2 separate regions of the Arachis hypogaea genome follow, and region 2 is linked to region 1. The links are chromatin contacts, called in public Hi-C maps. All regions are on one chromosome and are shown on one strand. Each heading gives the region's core, a stretch centred on a gene start, on an enhancer-like site or on the middle of the called end of the contact. The rest is flanking DNA. Distances are from core to core; before and after follow the strand shown.

The links. A called contact is a pair of places that touch in the nucleus more often than the background predicts.
Region 2: a Hi-C map of an unstated tissue shows a contact between it and region 1, with 4 times the contacts expected there. The contact joins the promoter of LOC112750874 here to the promoter of LOC112750873 in region 1. A contact is called at or near these places in 3 of 8 Hi-C or Micro-C datasets (leaf and an unstated tissue).

What each region holds. Positions count from the first base shown.
Region 1 is chr15:138,574,723-138,582,270 of arahy.Tifrunner.gnm2.J5K5, reverse strand. It overlaps LOC112750873 (purple acid phosphatase 17), which reads left to right and starts at 2,791. Exons shown (of 7, transcript XM_025799778.3): 1 at 2,791-3,424; 2 at 4,086-4,242; 3 at 4,338-4,445; 4 at 4,938-5,062; 5 at 5,211-5,339; 6 at 5,433-5,500; 7 at 5,615-6,248. The coding sequence starts at 3,239. The coding sequence ends at 5,825.
Region 2 is chr15:138,746,696-138,754,243 of arahy.Tifrunner.gnm2.J5K5, reverse strand. LOC112750874 (transcription repressor KAN1) reads right to left here and starts at 3,405. Exons shown (of 6, transcript XM_025799779.3): 1 at 2,243-3,405; 2 at 2,073-2,149; 3 at 1,336-1,381; 4 at 816-999. The coding sequence starts at 2,879.

The sequences.
Region 1 (7,548 bases), core at 1,542-4,041:
AAAAGATATTTTTTTAATTTTTTTAGTATTTTTATTTTTATTACTAAAAATTTATCAAACACATTAAAAAATAAAAAAAACTTATTAAAATTTTTTTATCAAGATAATAATACCCAAATAAATATTAATTCGACAGTAGATCAGTAAATCATAGTGGGTTGATAAGTCAAAATAAATCAATAAATAATTAATTAGAGAACAATAGATCGATCAATCACTTAAGATTAGTAATCAATTAGTACACAATTAATTAGGCACATTTACAATAGTCATTAATTTTTTTAAATAAACTACTCAAAACTTCTTTTTGTTTCCCCAACATTTCATTTTCATAATTAAATAAGGCCAATTCTATGGTGCCTATGACTTGGTGCCTAAATTTTGCCTAACTTTTCTTTTGTAGTAGGTTTTGAATTTTTAAAAATTATTTATTTTTATATCTTTTAAATTAAATATTGATTTTTAACCTTTTTTAATAAATAGGCACCACCTTTTAGGCACCATAGCATTCACCATTAAATAATTCGAAGTTTAGATTAAATTGGTTTAGAACTACAGTACTTAAGTCACCAAAAAAAAAAAAAATCACCAAAAAATGAACTACAGTACTTTGAAAACTGAACCAAGTTACGAGTAGCGCATCTAATTGATAATCCATCAAGCTTCAGAAAATCCATGCTGCTCCAATGGTCACCAATTTTATCCTTTCACACAAATGGGCAAAATAGTTTAGTTTATCACTTCATGCATGTTGGATAATTCAACTCAATAATTAATGTTGGATAATTCAACTCAATAATTAATGCAGCACATACACCACTTACTTGTTTTGTATTTATCAAAAAAAAAAATAGTAATAATAATAATAATTTCATGTATCTTTAAAACACGTATTAACTAAATTTTACTTAAATTTATAAGTATTTATTCATTTTAATTGTCAAAAAATTTTGGACTAGATACTTTAGTCTCTAACTAAAATTAATTACTTGATTGATCCCTAACAATTAATTCTATCAGTCACTTAGGTCCTTGGCTTCGTCAACTCTAACGAAAGACAAAATGGTCTTTGACAACTCTAATAACGGACAAAATGATCCCCAACAATTTTAACAAGGGACAAAATGATCCCTGACCCCTTTGTTCGAAAATGACACTGTTATTCCCCAATTTTCATCATATCTCGCATAACACTAACATTCATACTTTCCTTCTTCACCTTCACAGTCTTCTTTTCTATCTTTTTCTTCTTCCTATTCAACTCCAAGATCAAGCCATAGTGTAACTGCCACGCGTGTCGCACCTACCTCAACATATCATGGACCACACACTTCCTAAATCTCTGTGGCTGGTATACCCACTTCCTTCGCACTTCACTCACCAGAAGTATCTACCTCCACATCCTCAAACAGCATTACTTCCAACCTTGACAACATCCACCACATTCTCAAGACCAAGTTTCACAACTACCCCAAGGGCACGCCCTTCTCCACTATTCGACAAGCAATATAGATTGTTGGACATTAGAACATCATGAGAAGATTTTTCTTCGACATCATATGCAAATTCTCATTTGGAATAGACTCCGAGTGCTTCATTCCTTCTTTCTCAGAGTCCAAGTTGCCATACAGCTTAGACCTCGCATCCAAGCTATCAGTACAACGAGCAATGTCGCCGTTACTGCTCATATGAAAATTGACATAATTACTGAATATTGCTTCGCAGAAGAAGTTGAAGGAAGCGATCGGAGTGGTGGATAATGTGGCCATGGAGATGATAGGACAGAGGAGGAGGGAGATGGTGACAACGACGCTGAGTCTTAACAAATCAGACTTGCTGTCTAGATTCATCGGATCCATCGAAGATGACAAGTACTTGAGAGATGTAGTCATTAGTTTCCTGAGTATGAATTAGTTGAGAATAAGTTGAGGATTTTTTTTCTGTGAACATTGAAGTTGCAGAGTGTGCATTGTGTAGCTTGAAGTTACAGTGTTAGACTGTTAGTGTTATGCGAGATATGATGGAAATTGGAGAAGAACAGTGTCGTTTTCGAACAAAGGAGGTTAGGGACCATTTTACCCCTTTTTAGAGTTTTTAGGGACTGTTTTGTCATTCGTTAGAGTTGACGGAACAAAGGACCTAAGTGACTGACAAAATTAATTGTTAGAGATCAATCAAATAATTAATTTTAATTAAGGACTAAAGTATCTGGTCCAAAATTTGTTGAGGACCAAAATAGATAAATATTCTAAATTTATTATATTTTTTATAGTGATAATTTATTAGATCAAATATTTTGTTGATATATAATATTTAAATTAAAAAAATAATATAAAAATCTAATTACAAATTTAAAAAATTTATAAGTGAGAATTAATAGAGTAATTAAACCAATTAAATTCAATAAACAATACAAATTTAAAAAAAAAAAAAACAAAATCAACAATGATTATTATTATATATAAATATGCGAATATGTTATTGGATATTCGTTGGAATATCCATTTGCAAAGAGTTATGCTGGGCATATTCCCTAGATATAACCAACTAATACCTCCCAATTCGCAAACCCATGTTATTTTCCTGATCAACCGCACCACTTGTTTGGTTTTTGCAGTTGCCATTAAAAGTGAAAACAATAAATAATATTCAAAAATACTATTTACATACCAAAAATAATAATTATGTATTTATGAATAAAAATATCTATAATTTATTATTTTTAATATATATTTTATGTAAGTAACTGATTTTGACATATAACTATCATGCATCACACACACATAACACATTATTGAATCCGAATGACACATCACTCTTTGCTTTTGTATTGGTTCTCACTTCTAAGAAGACCAATATCTCAATGTCAATGTCACTAAATTTAACAAAATGTGATGCGAGTAATAGTATATTACAAGTTTCTCTCAAGTTGATTCTAATGTCAATTGCCAAATATAGTAAACATTAAAATATTACTAAGATATGCTCCTTGAAAATTGAGTTGGAATTAACTGTTAATAGAAAAATTCCAGTGGCTTACAATTGCTGTCCCTTTCACAGTTTCACAAGATCTAACATTAATTTGTGTTACTTAGTACCTTGATTATTAATATTCTTCTAAGCAGGTTACGTTGAGGATTGGTTATATATATAAATGTAGGAAAACACCAACCGTTTTTCAAAAACAGAGTGATCTTTCCTCTTTGGTTTTGCATTTGTTTCAAGACTCACAATAACCATGTCTAAATCTTTTCTTCTCTTCACGATTATTGTTGTTATTAGCTTTGGTTTGTGGGTTCTTTATGCATCTGCAGAGCTTCAGAGATTTACACAACCATGTAAAAGTGATGGTTCTCTTGATTTTTTGGTGGTTGGTGATTGGGGAAGAAGAGGTGAATATAACCAATCTGAAGTTGCTTACCAGGTTTGCCATTATTTCACTCTTTCTTTCTCTCGTTCCTATCTATTATGATTTATGATAAACTATTTGAATTGCCGGATAATTTAATTACGAAAATTAAAATGATAAATGTACTCGTCCTGAGGAATCCAAATTTCTTGATGTTATGTTCTTCACATCATTGCAGATTCTTAGAACATTGTTATTTTGCAGAAAACAATTCTGCATGCACCATTTTCTTAAGAGAAATTTCTTATTATAGAATAATAATTTTTTTGGTGGCAAGATTAATCTTTAATAGAGCATCTCTAATATTACCTTTCATTTCATTTTGGATCCAACAAAATACTATCAACATTTGTGGAATCATATATCATAACTAATAATTTGAGATCAAGTTTGTAATTTATCACTCTAATATTTGGTTTCAATTGATTTTGAATTTAAAAAAACTGAACAAAAATACTTATACAAAATAGCAAAATTTAATTAGTTTTCTGTCAATGATACTGTCTATAAATTGAGACTAGTTTCATTTCATTTGTTATTTCCAATACAAATTTTTATTTTAAAACAGTTTATTTTCTGTAGCTATTAGAAGTGATATTCCAAAAATACTCCATTAAAGTTGTCTATGAGCAAATTATAATTATAGCTAAGAAAAGGAAGTTGGTTGTCTTTGTAGATGGGGGAAATAGGAGAGAAGCTTGACATTGATTTTGTGATTTCAACTGGAGACAATTTCTATGACAATGGCCTAACTAGTGATCATGATCCATTCTTTGAGGAATCATTCACCAAAATCTACACTGCTAAGAGCCTACAAAAACAGTGGTACGCTGGTAAGTTCAAGTTACTGATTAAGGGATTAGAGTTTTATTATGCTATAGACCTTACATATGATGATTGATTAATTAAATCATAAATTGGCTTGCAGTGTTGGGAAACCATGACTATAGGGGGGATGCTGAGGCCCAGTTGAGCCCTTTCCTTAGGGAAATTGATTGCAGATGGCTTTGCCTAAGGTCATTTATTGTAGATGCAGGTATTTTTTGTTATCCTCTATTTATCTAAGCCTTTTAACACACTGACACTCAATTGGATGTCGTCGCATGGAGAGAAATAGCTTTTATCTAGAGTAAATGCTCTTTTCGGTTCTTTACTATTTATTTAAAGAACAAAGCAGCTTTTTTTCACAATTCAAAAATTCCTAATCAGAGCCTTCAACCATTCAAGTAATGATGTAAACGGTGACCTGTTGAGGTGTCGGGACTGCTTAGACTAATAACAGAGATGGTTTAGACTAGTTATTAGAATGGTTGGGGACCAGTTAGGAATTTTCGAATTGTGAATGGCAAATTTGTTTGAACTTTGTCCTTTGGACAAATGATCAGAAACGAAAAGGATATCTATACGAATGAATGTCGCTATGCCACTGCATATGAATCAAACATTTTACCTCTTTAATAGATATGCATCAAAATGTATATAAAATTCAATCTGAAGTAGTTTTGTGTTTTTTTTTTCATTTTTTTAGAGCTGGTTGAGATGTTCTTTGTGGACACAACTCCTTTTGTTCAAGAGTACTACACTGAAACAGAACACACATATGATTGGAGTGGAATTAACCCACCAAAATCTTACGTTAGCAACTTACTCAAGGTATGAAAAGATTCCTTTTCCATATATATATATATACACACTTGTGCAATTGTGAAAAACAAGCATGCCTTTTCAATCAACATGAATAGATGCTAGTTTCAATATCAGTAAAGTGTTGCTATTTTATTTATGGATTATTGAATTCCAGAATGTAGAATTGGCATTGAAGGAATCAAGTGCAAAATGGAAGATTGTTATTGGACACCATGCAATCAGAAGTATTGGACATCATGGTGATACTCAAGAACTTATAGACCAACTTCTCCCAATTCTTCAGGTAAAATAGAATCTAAAAATGCAAATATTCTTGAAGTACCTCTCTTTTTTCCTTCTTATGCCAAATCCTAATGGCTTTGCTATCAAATTTCAGGCAAATAATGTTGATTTTTACATGAATGGACATGACCATTGTCTTGAACACATTAGTGACACGAAGAGGTAAAAAAGAAAAACAACCAAAGCATACAAAGTTACATACAAGTTTAACTTTTTTATTTACATTGAAACTCTTTTATGCTAATATCCAATTTTAACTTCTTTTTTTAAATGCAGCCCAATTCAGTTTCTGACTAGTGGGGCGGGGTCAAAAACATATAGAGGAGATATTCAAGAAAAAGGAGAAGGCCTAAAATTCTACTATGATGGACAAGGTTTCATGTCTGTGCAATTGACTCCGTCTGATGCAAAAATTGAGTTCTATGATGTTGATGGAAATGTTCTTCACACAGTTACTTCATCAAAGCAGCTTTATTCTTCCTTCTGAAGTTTTTGTATGTATACTAGATTGATAGATAAGGTAGACATTCGCTAAGGTCTAGGAGAATTAGAATTAGTACTTTGCATTTTCAAATTGTGTCACCAATTTTTTTAGTTGAGGAATAAAATATATTGGAAAATTCTATGGTGCTGATCAAGGATGTCAGCATAAGATGTTGTCCAGACATGTCATCGTTAAAGCAAGATATGTGGAAATTGCGTGTGGTATGGGATTTGCCTTGATTGACATGGCATGTTGTTGCTGTCGTGTTTTCCATTTCGTGGGAGAGTTTTTTTTTTTTTTTTTTTTTTGACTTGTGGGAGAGTTTAATTAGCGAAAATGATGTGGTTAACTTAGTTGGATTATTGGGCTGGGTCGTTTGTGGGCCAGCAAATTTTTGTTAATATAAGGGAAATTTGTGTTTGATTATTTGTGTGATGCATGTTAGCACTTAGCATGAAGGTTGTTAAAGAAAACTTATAAAGTTGTTAAATTCTCAATTATCAATCTTTATGAATAGTGAACCGGATTTGTTAATGACTTTCCATCGATATGTACTGTGTAGAAATCTACGGTATTTTTTGGATTGGTAGGTCAAAGATTAATTTAATATAGATCAAAACTTCAAGAGTTTATCTTTAGCCAATGGAACTAGACAAATTCAAATTGGTTAATTAGTTCGCATGATTAATTAACTCTTTTGACCATGTGATGATTTTTTGCATTTTTGTAGAATAACTGAACTAGATCATAGATTTTTTGTAGCTTTTATTCTGATGAAACTGATCTCTTTTGAATATGGATTGTAGATTTGTAGCATTTTTGTAGCATGCTGTGATAGTTGTGTGAAAATAAAACTTTTAGAAAAACAGTTAATAATAATAATAATAATAATAATAATAATAATAATAATAATAATAATAATAATATTCAAATTTCTCTTTTTTTTCTTTGTCATGAAACTTTTCTTTTTATTTCTTTATTTCTAAGTTCAGGGTCTTTTTATTTGTTTTTCTCCAGCGTAAAATTGCAAGACCAGTATCAAATCCAACCCATTATCCAAGCCTGTCGCATTCTGGCCCACACAGCTGGTGCGGAATTTAAAGTCCACAAACTAACCGACAAGTGCACTAGGTCGTACCAAGTAATACCTCAAGTGAGTGAGGATCGATCACATGAGGATTGATGGATCAAGCAACAATGGTTGAGTGATTCACTTAGTCAGACAAGCAGAAAATGGTATTTGGGTTCCAATTTGCATTAAACAGTAAATTCAGAGAATTAATAAAGCAAGCAGTAAGTTGGTGTGAAGAATATATGAGTAAAACAGTTAAGGTTTCAGAGATGTTTATCTTCCAGATTAACTTTTATTACCAATTATTTTAATCATGCAAGATTCAATTTATGGCAAACTGTAACTGACTAAACCCTAATTTCTTAGACCTTTTTAGTCTCCTCTAACCTTCATCAACCGCCAATTCCTTGGTCACTTGATTCCCATTAGAGGGTTAAGTTCAAAACTAGTTTATGTGCCACAAAAATCCTAATTATCCAAATATAAGAGGATTATATGTCACATATCCCGTTAAATCCAGATAATTAGAAATTTAGGAGAAATTGTTTTCAAGCTGTTCAAGTAAATTGCTTTTCTAAGGTTTACAACAACTCAATTAGAATAAGGGTCACACTTCCATTCCACCCAGATTCATAAGATGAAGAATGAAAACAA
Region 2 (7,548 bases), core at 2,156-4,655, 170 kb before region 1:
AACCCAAGGTGTGTGTACCCCATTTTGTCCTATTAGTTGACCCACATAAATCTTTGAGTTAGAAACTTGTACCAAGAGCATTAATCCCATGATAAAGCTAGAATACCGAAAGTGTGACATTACATCAAAAATGGATTTGAAAGCCCTTAAATTGAATACTTTTAAGAATGTTAGTTATTGAACAAAACTCAAGGCAAGCCAGTCCATTTAAGACTTACAATTATAAGTGGCCAAAAAAGGTTAAAAACAAAGAAATCAACATGAAAATGGAACATTATTCATCTAAAAGTAGAATGTTAATCTGAAGAAAGTACTAATATATATATACATAGATTGTCAAAAGTTGTATATTTAATTGCAACTATATCACAAGAATAAAAAATATATCTAGTTTCAGAAAACCTTCACTTTCTACCACATTTAAAGAAGCTGAAAATGTGTACCAAAAAGAAGTATCATCCGAAATGATGCATGGCCATTTTTATCATCAGAAATAAAGCAGCGAAGAAGTGGAGAAAAGAAAGGAAAAGCAAAAGTTGTCAGAGAAAAACTAGTACTTTTTTTTTTTTAATTTTTTTTCCTTCAGAAAAAGGGTGAAATTGGGGTTCTGATTTTCCCCTACTTAATTATTAAATTCCACCATGCATGCATCAATTATTATAATATAGCATTATTATACATATATGGGGCATATATAGCTAGTGGATCCAATACCATGTAGCATGCAGATATTGTAAGATATAATAACCGACACTGACACCAATGCAACAATAATATTGAAAGAAATGAATCACATCAATTAATTAATTAATTACCTGGAAGAAGAATTACCCCATAGATTTTTATTGCTGCAAGTAGTAGCAGTAGTGGTGTTGTATCCCAAATCTTGATCTAGAGATGCATTATTATTATTTGGGGGCCCTCTTTGATTTGGTAAAAAGTTCTTATTTTGACTAATGGGTGATGCTAGGGACATGAAATCTTCATCTCCATCTGATGCTTCATATATAACACCATATTTAGTATTACTACAGAAATCATTGAAACAAACATTGAGGAATACTACTATACTTGCATTGTTAGCATAAACTTTTAAAGACAGAACATTATTATTTATTTTATTTAATGGTTGAAATGAATATGAATGAATAGGGTCCGAGTCATAAAGTAGTGAGCTAGGGAATCTTCTTCAGATGAATTAAATAAAGTGCAATGAAGAAACTCAAATTTGGACCGGAGATCAAGGACTCAATTAATTATATATTGTTGTGTTATTAGCTTATTAGGTTATGATGATAATAAAATTATGAAACTTTTTAAATTTTTTTTTTTTACCTGAGGAAGCTGCTGGCTTGTCAGTATTCTTAACAGTTCTATACATCTGCAGAAGCCAAAATAAGACAAAAAAGATTAGTACACATAGGGGGGAATGAAACAATAAACAATAATATCAATGAGTATTTAAAAAAGATTAAAAGTAAATAAATAAGTTCGTTTCTGGGATTATTTATTTATTTTTCTGGGAATTTGTTTGATTTTATCTTTTAATAATAATAATAGTAGTAGTAGTAACAACTAACAAGTAACAAGAAAGCAAGCATAGTGCATAGCAGGTAAGTAATATAATTGGGTTGTATTATTGAGAAATGATGGCTACTTTTTATGTTTCTTTTTTTTCTCTTTGATAAAAAAGTAGAACTTGTCCTGTTCCCTAATTCAAACAAGAGATTCAACTGTTCATCCCTTTCATTCATTTGCTGCATGTCTCGGCTCTTGTGCCGCATACTTAGAAGTCTCTGCCCCTTTTTCCGGTATTCCCAAATTAATAGGTTAAAGACTAATATGTTATGGTTTGAAGTTTTTTTTTTTTAAATTTCATATTGATTAATGAATTATTACATGTATAAAATAGAATTCGACACTTATTTAAATAAATTTGCGAACTAGCTACTAGACCAATCAAATTAGCTGTTTCCACTGCCACCACACATTAGACACCTTCTTTTGATAAGTGTTAGTATGAGAAAAAGTAGAGAAAAAAGAATAATTAATATTAATAAAGATGTATGTACCTGTAAGTGACTCTTGACATGAGCGAGTGTTAGATCTTTGACATCCATGAGTTCCAGAACTGACTTTGGAGTAGCTCCTATTATTGAATCGAGAAGGTAAGTAATTATTAATCAAGTAAGTAAGGGTTTGATGGAAGGAGAAATTAAAGAGGGGTTTGAGAGTAACATACTTTCATGGCCGCCAAGGAGTTGAACAGCATGAACAAATCGGGCATGGAGGGAGGTAGTCCAGCGCATTCTTGGAGCCCTCATGTTCCTCTTGCTGCTATGAATCATCATCCTTGTTGTTGTTGTTGATGATGGGAACATTCTAGACCTCATCACAAACCCGTTTGTGAAGTCAGTGTTGTTGTTAGCACCCCCAATAACCCCAAATAAGTGATGGTGATTAAGGGTTCTTAGACTCTCCATAGTTATAGCATTATTAAACCTTGAAAGTGGCGAAGAAGGAGTGTTGGTGTTGTTGTTGTTGTTGTTGTAAAGAGGGATTCCATTGATAGGCCTAATTACTACTTGCTCTGATGATGATGATTTGTTCCAAGGGCTTTCAGCTTCAGAAGGGGTTGGGGTTGTAGGTGCTGCTAAAGAGAGTTGTGTCTCCATGTTCTTATGATGATGAAGAAAAGTAGGGATTGAAATGGAACCATCACTGTGTGATTTTTCAGCACCATCACTAGTAGTAGTGCTACTTCTCCATATATCAAACCCTCCACAATCTCCTTCTTCTTCATTATTGCATATTGATGGTGGAGCACTCTTTGGCAGGCTTATCTGCAGTGATAGATCAGGAATCACATTCTCACCCATTCTTTCTTTCTTTTCCTCACTCACTATACTGCTTTTATATCTATATATCAATTTATTTAAGGGACAATAAACAACAATTCAATTCAATTCTTTCGATCTGCTGCTGCTGGTGCTGGTGCTGCTAGTGGATGGTGTTTATATATTATTCTCTCTACTGTTACTGTGATTATTGAGGAGGGTATATATATAAGAGAAAGAAAGAAAGAACGAACAAACACAAAAGCTACATATATAGAGAATAATAATGGAATATTAATTATTATAAGTGGGGGATATCAACAAAATACATATATCTAAGTATTAGAAAACAAATTTAAAGGCTAAGTATTATTAATGGAATAAAAAGAAACAACAAGCTAAGCTAAGGCCCTTTTTTTTTATGATGAGGTTCACAAAACAGACATCCTTCCAATAAGGACTAATAATAAGGGGAATGAAGAGAGAGAAGAAAGATGTGTGGTGGTGGTTCATAATAATATATATTAATTAATATAAATAAACAAAAAATTAAAAATAAATAATTGAATGGGAGGAGAGAGAGAGTGGTGGTAACTAAGTAGAGAGTATATGTAGGAAAGTGACACTCCAACAATTCTTTTCTTTCCTTTTCTAACTAGTAACTAGTAACTTAACACATTTTTTTTTATCTGCATAGTCAATACAATACACGCAAAACACTGCAACTGATGCAACGGCGTGGTGCTGCCTACAAAGTTTTGTACAATTTTTTCTCTCATTTCCTTACTTCTTTGCCCCGTACAGGACGGGTTGAATTTTGCTATATCTAAATTTATTATTTATTTATTTATCAAAAGTTTGACAATAAGTAAATAATAAAGTAAATATCGTTATCGATATCTAACTATTTATCCAAAGAATAAAATATGTTTACAATTTAAAAATTTTTAATTAATCTCTAATTATCTTTAAGCAATTGGTTTAAATGATCTCTGTCATTAGTCTAAATGACTCTTAATATATTATCAAGTCATTATAAAAGGGTAAAATATTAAATTAGTTTCTAATGTTTGAGTCTAATTCTGTTTTTGTTTTTAATGTTTAAAGTGTCCTATTTGAATCAAAAGAGTTTCATTTAACTTCAATGTAATTCTGTCATAAAGTCAATGTTAAATAATTAACGTCACCATTCCACCAAACCTTATGTCCTTCCCTAAAGAAGATGTACAAACTCGAGAGGCACAAAATCAGCAGCGGATGCATCATCGCGAGCTACTAGCCTTGGTTCAAGCACATGGAGAACAGAACTTACTTTTCGCAAGAAAGTTCGCCAGTGATAACGAGGACAAAGCCATCGTTACCTCTACCGCGAGGAACTCCCCTTAGCAACCAAAGAGTTTGGTTATATAAGTTTTCTATATCTAAAAACTGAATTTCATTAATTATTTAATATTGACTTCACAGCAAAACTACATTGAAACTAAATAAAACTTTCAACTAATCTCCACATACAAGCCTTTTCACTATACAAATCTTACAAGTTTTCAATATCCCTTATCCCTAAAACGCGCCTCTTATGGCACTTATGTTTCACACGTCTCCTTAACAGATTTTTCAATCAATCAATGCGCGAATATATAACTTCCTTCTTCGAAAGGATTTCGTTTCCTTTTTCGAATTTCTTCTACGTTTTCTTTGCCTTCTCTCTTCGATTTCTTTCGTGCGTTTCTCTCTGCCTTCTCCTTCACCGTTTATGTAAGTTTCTCTCTCTGTTCTCTTTCTTCGTTTTTCTCGTTTTTCATTATTTCTGAAATCAAGCTCTGAAACCGTTTTGAAGATAATGGATTATTCAAATTCAGATTGTCAATTGAACTAGAGCAATGTGAATTTTGAATTTAAATCCAATGAAGTTCCTGAGGTGTGGTTTAATTCCAGTTAATAATTGAATCTGAATTTGAATCCATTTAGTAGTTTATGATTGTGTAGCTGAATAATGCGTGAATCTTGCCTGTGAAATTTGCTGTTCATTATTCCTTGTTTGAATTGAATCTAATGTACTAGTTCTGATAAATTTTCTGCATTTTATATCAGATGTTTGGGTATAAATCAGGAATATTTGGGTATATTTTAGGAAAGTTTGGGTGTATTTACAGTTTATGACTTTTCATCTCGCTAAGAGTGAATTGTCTTATTCTTTTAGTTAAATTGTTTTATTTTCTACTTAACGATGATTCATGAATCTGATTTTTGTTATTTTTTATGATGGTTTTATAGTTGTATTTGCATTCTATAGTTTATGCTTGTTTTAATATGGTGTATTTTAGGTGTATTTTGCAGCCCCTCTATGGTGTTGATGAGCAGTTTGTTCTCCACATACAAGCATTTTTCTCATACAAGTCTTCTCTTTTTTTTATTGTTTTGAATCCAATCAAGTGGCTGAGGTGTGATTCAATTCAGAAGAAAAAAAAATGTAGCATTAGAGGAAACATTTTTCTATATTTGCAGTAAATTTGGATGTAAAACGAAAATATTTGGGTGTATTTTAAAGAATTTTGGGTGTTTTTTTATTCTGATAAGTTCTGCATAATTCAAAACTTTTCCTCTTCCTCCTCCTTATCTTCTGCTGCTTCTTTTTTTTTCATCATCATCACCATCTTCTTCTTCTTTTTTCTTTTATTCATCTTTTTCTTTTTGTTTTACCTTCTCAAGTTTTTTCTTGTTTACTCTCTTAAAAAGAATAAAAATAAAAAAAATCAAACAAAGAAAAAGAAAAAAATACATAATACTGCAAAATTACTTGGAAGATGATGAACTTCATTTATTTAACTAAAAGAAAGAAAGAAATAAGGAAAAAAAGAAGAAGAAAAAAATGCAGCATTAGAGGAAATATTTTTCTGTATTTGCATCAAATTTGGGTGTAACACGAAGATATTTGGGTGTATCACGAAGATATTTGGGTGTATTTTTATTCTGATAAATTTTGCATAATTCAAAACTCTTCCTCTTTCTCCTCCTCATCTTCTGCTGCTTCTTCTTTTTTTTTCATCATCATCTTCTTCTTTTTACTTTTATTCATCTTTTTTTTTTGTTTTACCTTCTCAAATTTCTTCTTGTTTTACTCTTTTAACAAGAATAAAAATAAAAAAATCAAACAAAGAAGAAGAAGAAACACATAATGCTGTAAAATTACTTGGAAGAAGATGAACTTATATTCATTTAACTAAAAGATTTTTCTTTTATTCATCTTTTCCTTCTGGTTTTACTTTCTCAAGTTTCTTCTTGTTTTACTCTCTTAACAAGAATAAAAATAAAAAAAATCAAACAAAGAAAAAGAAGAAATATATAATGCTGTAAAATTACTTGGAAGAGGATGAACTTACATTCATTTAACTAAAAGAAAGAAAGAAATAGGGAAAAAAAGAAGAAAAAAAATGTAGCATTAGAGAAAATATTTTTCTGTATTTGTAACAAATTTGGGTGTAACACGAAGATATTTGAGTGTATTTTTAAGAATTTTGGGTATATTTTTATTCTGATAAGTTCTGCATAATTCAAAACCCTTCCTCTTCCTCCTCCTCATCTTCTACTACTTCTTCTTCTTCATTATCTTCTTATTTCGTTTTCTTATAATTCTTCTTGGGAGAAAAAATCAAACAAAAAAGAACAAAAATACATAATGTTGCAAAATCAATAGAAAGAGGATGAGGAAAAAAAATACAGCAACAACATCAGTAATATAAAAACGACGATGAAGATGAAACACGTGAAGAAAACAGAGGAGAAACACAAAGAAGAAGGAGAAGAAGAAGGAAGAAAAGGAGGAAGAAGAAAAATGCGAAGCGCGCTATGAAATTTGTTGAGTAGCGCGTGTGTTAACACGCTCTTATAGATGAGTGTGCTTTTTGTTGGGCTTTACCCAATTTGTATCACTTGTAAGACAAAAAGGCTTGTATGTGTAATATAATTGTAAAATTTTTTGAATTTAAATAAGACACTTTAAACTTTAGAGATCAAAATAGGATTAGACCCAAATATAAGGGACAAATTTAGTATTTTACTCTTTATAAAAATTGTTTAAAATAATTATTTTAATGATTAAATACTAATTAAAATTTTTTGAGTTATTATAAGACACTTTATGCTTCGAATAAATAGTCAAAACTTCAAAAGAATATTTAATTTAAATATTAATCATCTAAATCTCGAGATCTAAACTGCTCAACAGTATTACTTTTTTTTTTCTTTCTCTTTATCTTTGGTGACGGTTTTAATAGTACGTTTTAGTTAAGACAAGGGCTTGTGTTTTCCATATATAAGATGATCAATCATTCCGTTTGCAATTTAAGAATTAAGGAAACAATAATTTTTGGCACTATTGTACAGAAATTGTAGGGCAAGCTAATTTTGGTCCACACCAATTTTTGATACAATTACATTAAAGTGTGTCATAATGTTTCTGCATACAGAAAAATTTGAATGATTGTAAACATGTAAACTGTAAAACTATTTACAGACACTATAGAAAATACACCTCTGACACAGAACAAATTATTTTGGCGTTCTTTTCTTGGTAATTTGATGAACTTATTTTCTTCTTTTCCCTCCTGCGTTTTCAAAATAGCCCAAACATGTGATAAGTGTATAATTATAAATATTAAAATTATAAAGGTTAAGATTATTATCTTTCTACAAATACTAATTATTAATAATA